Regions from separate parts of the Sus scrofa genome. Here region 1 is linked to region 2. Evidence: chromatin contacts called from public Hi-C data. All regions are on one chromosome and are shown on one strand. The core of a region is the stretch at or near the end of the contact, and the rest is flanking DNA. Distances in the headings are between cores, read along the strand shown.

Evidence for each region. Hi-C and Micro-C count contacts between places; a contact is called where the count stands out from the background.
Region 1: a Hi-C map of liver shows a contact between it and region 2, with 4 times the contacts expected there. The contact joins the enhancer-like site here to the promoter of FAM109A in region 2. A contact is called at or near these places in 3 of 5 promoter capture datasets (fetal liver, fetal skeletal muscle and liver), 29 of 47 Hi-C or Micro-C datasets (adipose tissue, alveolar macrophages, blood and 13 more) and 2 of 2 datasets of contacts at active chromatin or transcription factors (alveolar macrophages and skeletal muscle).

What each region holds. Positions count from the first base shown.
Region 1 is chr14:32,672,349-32,676,068 of Sscrofa11.1, reverse strand. All of the region lies in intron 21 of ATXN2 (ataxin-2), which reads left to right. Among named protein-coding and RNA genes, the nearest start is that of SH2B3, 51 kb to the right of the region's middle. Within about 2 kb of position 1,253, at least 2 of the 83 cell types and tissues checked have an H3K27ac peak or open chromatin away from gene starts, as enhancers often do. A contact at or near this core is called in liver, where this site is marked.
Region 2 is chr14:32,598,556-32,602,025 of Sscrofa11.1, reverse strand. It overlaps FAM109A (sesquipedalian-1), which reads left to right and starts at 1,318. Exons shown (of 3, transcript XM_013982887.2): 1 at 1,318-1,522.

The DNA of each region.
Region 1 (3,720 bases), core at 4-2,503, 74 kb before region 2:
TTTTAAACAAAACAAGTGCAAGCTTAAAAATTAGGGTTTTTTTAATATCCTGATAAGAAAAAGAATCACAATGATTTTTAATTGAAGAGAATTGAAATATAGGGGAGATATGGTTCAGTATTTTCAGTCTTTGCATGACTACAGGTTTTAAATATTCAGGTAGCAGACACTTCACAGATGTCTTGAGCTTAAGCAGGAAAGCATGACCAAGCACAACTACCTGAGATTATCTTTGGCACTACCAGCCTTTTCTTACCACCAGTGGATAGGTAAATGATTGCTCCTAAATGGAGAAAGTCTGAGCAGGGATTTCTTTTGGAAATGAACCAGTAAGGTGTGTTTTCTCTATTTGTAGGGCAGTTTTTAAATAAGGCTTATTCACGGACTTTTGGTATTTGGATAGGAAAGTTACTAACTTGCAGAAATCCTTTAGAAATGTATAAAAGTATAATATGTGTCAATTTATGTAAAATCCTATATTTTAGGGGATAGTGAGGATTAAAATTTTATGTTGGACACTACATTTTAAATGATTTTAGGATGACTCAGTGTGTCAGTCTACTAGATGCCAAATTTTAAAAAGCATTTAGAAAACATTTTGACTTAAATTTTCATTAATTGTGCCTTGACTTGGTATCCAAAAATAAGTGTGTACATATTATTTATTTGGTGCTAAGAAATGTTAACAAATTTAATCCTTTAATAGATGCTCTTTAAAAAGGAGTCTTGCTGTATATATGACTGTTAAAAGGAAACTCTGTATGTGATATAGTATGTAAAAGACAGTATCGGTGCCTTTATTATGTTCTCCAGTTGAGGTCTCAAATGTAGTTATCCTCACCATCTTACTGTCTCTGTTGGTAGTTTTGGAGTCAGTTTCCTGGTAAGTAGCTAAAAGGTCCTTAATCATCATACCTAAACATTAACTGTCTTAGCTCAACTTTTCCTAAAAGGGAGTATTAGTACTTTTTAAAAGAAACTAACAGTGAGACTATTATTTATAATTGAATTTGTTGCTTCATACCCTTATTCCCACCCCCTTGTACGAATTTTGTCCTGGTTTGTTCGGTCTAGTTGCCTTTCACTCCCTCTTTAATGAGTACCTTTATTTCCTTTTCTTCTGACTTTAACATCAGATTTAAAAGTTGGGAAATTTTGTTGTGTTTCAATTGGAAAGTTTTACCATGCTGGCAATCTCTCATGACTTGTGTGTCCAAGGTCAAAAATGACAAAACGTAGTTACAAATTAAACCCATAGCCTTGTGGACTAAATTGTCTTCAGTAAGATCATGGCTTAGGAAACTATTTTGGGGCTGTGGTTAGTGTTTTGAGGAACTGACAAATCACATAATTAGGAGTTTTAAACTTTAATGTCAAGGAACATGGTGAGTGGGAAATTTCTGGGATCAGTTCTGACCCCCCCAAAATTGTTATTTGTTTGATTAGTTTGCCCTAATTCAGATTTTGTGAAGGCAAGTTTTATGCATAGAAGTTTGATGAATAGCTAAATCAGAATTATTAGGAAAAATCACTTTATTTTTAACCTCTCTGGAATCTTTAGTTAAATTAATGAGCAGTTATAATAAAAGCAGTTAAATGATATAGACTTAGCTCTAGAAAGCACAATTTACTGCCTTTCACTCTCCACTTCCCCCTTTCCCTAATTCTCTTAGATTTTTTTTCCCTCATTTACTCTGTCTTGGTTCTTTTCTTTTGTCTTTCTCCCCTTCCAACCTTTCCCCCAAGCGGTTTGGTTTTTTGGTTTTTTTTTGTTTTTTTTTTTGTTTTTTTTTTTTTGGCTGCCCCACAGCATATGGAATTCCCAGGTCAGGGATCAGATCCAAGCCGTAGTTGTGACCTCCACCACAGCTGTGGCAATGAGGGATCCTTAACCCACTGAGCCAGGCCAGGGATCAAACCTGTGTCCAGCACTCCAGAGACACCACTGATCCTGTTGTGCTACAGCAGGAATTCCCTATCCCTCCTGTTCCACCTTTCTTTGTCTCGTACTTAATGGGACTTTCAAGGCATCAAACTATATTTTTGTTGTTAATAATATTAAAGTATAGGTTCCACATTTTGGAGTTCCTGCCATGGCACAACAGGATCATTGGCCTCTTGGGAGCTCTGGGACACAGGTTCGATGCCAGGTCTGGCACCGTTGGGTTAAAGATCTGGTGTTGCTACAGCTGCGGCTGAGGTTGCAACTTAAACTTGGAATCTGATCCCTGGCCTGGGAACTCCTTGTGCCACAGGGTGGCCAAAAAAGAAAAAAAAAAAAATTCCGCATTTTTCCTAGGTAACAACTCAGTTTTCATATGTGAAGGGGGAAAAGAATTCCCGGATCAGGTACTTGCTTAGCCGACCTGTTTTAAGCAAGGTGATGAAAAAGGAAGATATTTCTAATCAAATATCCTTACAGTTTATTTGCAGCTTATAATGTATGTTTATATTTGTTTATTTTTTTCTTATGATGCATTGTAGTTTACTGGTGTTTGGGTAGGGAAGGGATGGTTTTCTAAAAACAAAAGCCTATGTAGCTGCATTCAGCTTGGATTTCTTAAGTATTTGTGCTATGAATGCAAATGAAGTATAGACTAGAATATTCTATGGCCTTTCGGCATTGGTAAACTATCACAGAAATGCCTTTTTAAAATGCACAGTAGAAAGTACATCTTTAATTTTCAGATTTCAGGATTTTAACATTTTTCTAATTGATGAGTAACAATTATGAGACTTCATGGGCATAATCTCTTTGTGATGTTAATGCTTTTTTGTGTGTGAAAATTAATAAAATTGCACCCAGCTAGAGTTTATTATTGTTACTTTTTATTTCCTTATACCTTGTTTAAAAGATAATTAAAAGTGAAATTTAAAACTTTTTAGTAAAAAATTTTGAGTAAATAAGGTTAAATAAATAGAAACTTTGGGATTCTATGCTCTGTCCTTATGAAACCTCATAAATAGAATTTGGATTTGGGAATTGCTTTCCCCTAGACAGACTTATTACAAATGAAACATTTGAGAATTTATGGAAGGGACGATTTTTTTGTTTGTTTTTGTTTTTTGTCTTTAGGGCCACACTCGCGGCATATGGAGGTTCCCAGTCCAGGGGTTCAGTCAGAGCTGCAGCTGCCAGCCTACACCAGAGCCACAGCAATGCGGGATCCGCGCCACATCCACAACCCACACCACAGCTCACAGCAACACTGATCGAGGCCAGGGATCAACCAGCCTCATGGTTCCTAGTTGGATTCGTCAACCACTGAGCCGCAATGGGAACTCGGTATGGTGGGGAGGGTGTTAATGCTAATGGTTTGAAAATAAGGGATCATGAGTGACTCTAGACATCGCTATCCTATAGAACTTTCTGTGAGGATGGAAATGTGCCACAAATTGTTCAATCTAATCAGTAGCCCCTAGCTGCATGTACCTGTTCTAATTATTTAAAAATAAATTTGACAATAAATGTAAGATTTTTACAAGAACAAAGGTACAAAGTTTATGTCAAGTCTTTTTTTTTTTTTTTTTTTGGTCTTTTTGCCATTTCTTGGGCCGCTCCTGCATCATATGGAGGTTCCCAGGCTAGGGGTCTAATCAGAGCTGTAGCTGCCAGCCTACGCCAGAGGCATAGCAACGCGGAATCCGAGCCGCGTCTGCGACCTACACCACACACAGCTCACGGCAACACCAGATCGTTAACCCACTGAGCAAGGCCAA
Region 2 (3,470 bases), core at 69-2,568:
TTACAGCCAGGAACCATGTCGAACCTAAGATAGCATGTCCCTCCTCTGCTCAAAACCCTCCCATGGCTCCCATTCCTTCCAGAGAAAAAGCAAAATCTTTGCCATGACACACAAGACCCTGAGTAACCTGGCTTTGCCAATATTCTCTAACCTCATTTCCTACTATTATTCCCTTTGCTCACTTGGCTCCAGCCCCACTGGCCCCTTCCGTTTTACAGACATGCTCGTGTGGTCCCACCTCAGGACCTTTGCCCTTGCTCTTCCCTCTGCATGGGACACCCTTCCTTCGGATATCTACATGGCTCCCTCCTTCACTTCTTTGAAGTCTCTGCTCCTTAGAGCAGTTTCCCTGACCACCTTGTCTAAAATTGTACTCCCAGTCTTTCTTTCCTACTCCTGTGGCTTATAGTCTTCCTAGCAAGAATCACTTCTATATCTCAATTGTTTGTTGACCAACTCAGTCTTACACAGGTGCTTAGTGAGGGACTGTAGAATGAATAGATGATGCTGGTCTGTCCTGTTTCTCTCCTGCTTTCAGGCCAGGGCTGAACAGTAACTGAGTCCCAGAAGGAAGGCTGCAAGAGCAGCAAACAAAGACAGCTCTAGAGAGATAGAACTGTGTTATTTTGGATGGAACAAAAAGAATAAAAATCCCTATTTATTAATAGCATCTACTGTGTGCCATGCCCTTTATATACCATGGTTGTCTCTATTTGAAAGATAAGGAAACAGGGCTAGAAAAATGGATTGATTTTTCTAAGGCCTCACAGTGACTAAAAGGCTTACTGGGACTTGAGCCCAACCCTGCCCAACTCCAGAAATTTCCCTCTTCACCTCGGGCCGGGGGTAGGGTTGCAAGGCATCCTGTTCATATAGAAGAGTCCTATGTTGACTTTGCCGTGATGCCCGAAATGTCCCGTAATCAGCTTTTTTCAATAAATCACACGTTTTTGGCAGTTATATTTAAAATTGAGCTGGTGTTAAATTTGCTATATCTGGCAACCCTAGCCAGGGAGGAGCTCGAACTCAAGGCTAGGGCTTCAGCGAATGGTCACGCCCAGGACCCCGATGCTTTTTCTGGACGAATCCGCCCCCTATATCTACCCTGGAAGCGTGTTGTGTCTCAGGGATCCAACCTTTCTTCCAACAGGGCATTCCTGAGCCAGTTGCGGTTCCTTTAAGAGTGGTTTCAGGGGCGGTCCCACAGGGGCGTGGCGAATCCAGGGGGTGCGCCGGATCTGGGCTGGCCAATCCGGGAGTAGGGGACGAACTCGCGGCCGACCCAGCACCCGCGGGTTGGGAAGGGTTAAAGAGGCGCGTCGGTGGGTCGCGGACTGTCCGGCTGCCTCCGCCTCCTTCGGTCGGATCCCCGCTCTCCCGCGGCTGCGCCGGCTCGGCCGCCCGGGAAACAAAGCGCCACCGCGGCTGCGGCCACCGAGCAAGTCCCAGACCATGGCCGGGCGGTCCCCTGGCTCCGCGCCTCTAGTCCGGCCGTCGCCGTCGCCCTAGGCCGCGCCGCGAGGTAAGGCCAGCCTGGCGTAGTGGGGGTGGGGTGAGAGCTTTCGGGCGGACCTGAGAGGGGACGCGGGACCGGGCTCGGGCCGCCGTGGGCCTCGGGGTCCTCCGGCCTTCTGGGGAGACCTCTGCTGGGGATCTGTCCATTTGCAGTTCCACGCCAGTGGTAATTTGCCCATCAGGGACCCCAGCTGCAGGGGGCAAACTTGGCTGATGACTCTCCTGCCCAATAAGAGACCTCTGGGGGAACTCTGGGGAGGAGAGCTCCACTTGACTCCTACATTCTGGCGTTGACCACCCCATTTAGGACTCTGGCTGTCCTTTAAGGAACACACCACGTACAAAAGGAGAGAGAGCAGCTAGGAGCAATGGCCTGGGATGGCCGTCCTACCTGGAGTGCTTGTGGCCGCTGCCCAAGGCAGTGCTGCGCAGGAGCTCTTCGGGGTTCTCAACACGTTTTCCAGCCATACCTGCCACACCCTCTCTAACATGCCCACTGCTAGGGGACACTTGTGGCAGCTGGATCCAATCCCAGGCCCAGTGGTTTTGGCTTCTTTCCTTGAAATGAGCATCAAAATGCCATGCCTCAGTTCTAGGCAGTCTGTATCCCTGGAGGCCTGGAGCTAATTATTTTCTTTTGGACAATTCCTTGACTGAATGTTTACTACCTGCTCAGCATTTTGCAAGATGGCTCTTCAGGACTAATTTATTCAATTCCAAGAGGGGTGGATATTAATATTCTCACTTTATAGATGAGGCTGTGTTCTCAAGGTCCTCTAGCCTGGACTGGCAGAGGCAAGAACTTAGCCCTGGGATCAGAGAGGGGCTGGGTCGGTCCCCTCCAGCTTCCTGCCTGGCCAGGGACTGTTGAATCAGCAGCAGTGCTCACAGCGGACTCTGAACTTCTTGGAAAACTGTATGAGCACAGGGAGATAAGCCAGCTTGCCAGGCCCTCCCAGAGGCTGGAGCCTGTGTCCCTGCTGCCTCCTGCCTTCCCCGCCTTTCTTGTTGGGCAGGAGGAACCAGGGCCATCGGCAGAGGGGTCCTGTGCTGGCTGGTGACTTTGGGCTCCAGGTGGTGGGGGTGGTAGAAGGGGAGCTGCTGAGTATGAGGGAAATTGCTTTTCCTTTGGCCTTAAGAGGTGGTGAGGCTCCAAGAACAGTTCCTTTGGGCTGGTTGCCCACAGCATGCAATTCTAGGCACAGAATTGTACCTTCGGGTAAGTTGCTTAGCTCTCTTTGTCTCAGTTTCCACATCTATGAATGTGGGATGGGGAATGACTTCTCATGGGCCTGCTGAGAGATTTAAGTAGACAACCTTTCGATTCGTTCTACAGGTATTTGAGCACCAACTACATGCTAGGCACTAGAATTCAGACAAAGAACCCTGCCCTCCTAGAACAGGCAAAAATGACCCAGGTGATTTCAGGCAGTGACTGGGGGGCGCCTTCTTGAGGAGGTGATAGTCAAGCTGAAACTGAAGGATGAGGAGTTGGCCACATGAGATATGGGAAAGGCATTCTAGGCAGAGGGAATAGCCAGGGCAAAGGCCCTGAGGTGGGAATATGTCTGGTGTGTTTGAGGAATAGCAGGGAGACCAGGGTGGCTAGAGACAAGTGAGTAAAGGGGAAAGCGAGAGAGCAAGGGCAGTTGGAATTCAGGGGGGAAGAATGAATTTTATGCTGAGAGAAGTAGGGAGCCATGGGAGGTTTTAGAGTTGGAGAGAGGGTATGATTTGGTTTAGTTTTAATAGGATCCCTCTGTGAGGAATGGATCCTCTGTGGGGGCAGGGGAGGTGCCTAGGAAGGCGTTATGATCTTACCCTGAAGAACATGGACAAAAGGAGGGGCAAGGGTGGAGGCAGGGAGACTGGTGAAGAGGCTACTGTAGCTGTCCGGGCGAGCTATGATGGGGGCCTAGAATGGGACGTGGCCATGAGCAGAGGTTAGGCTGCTG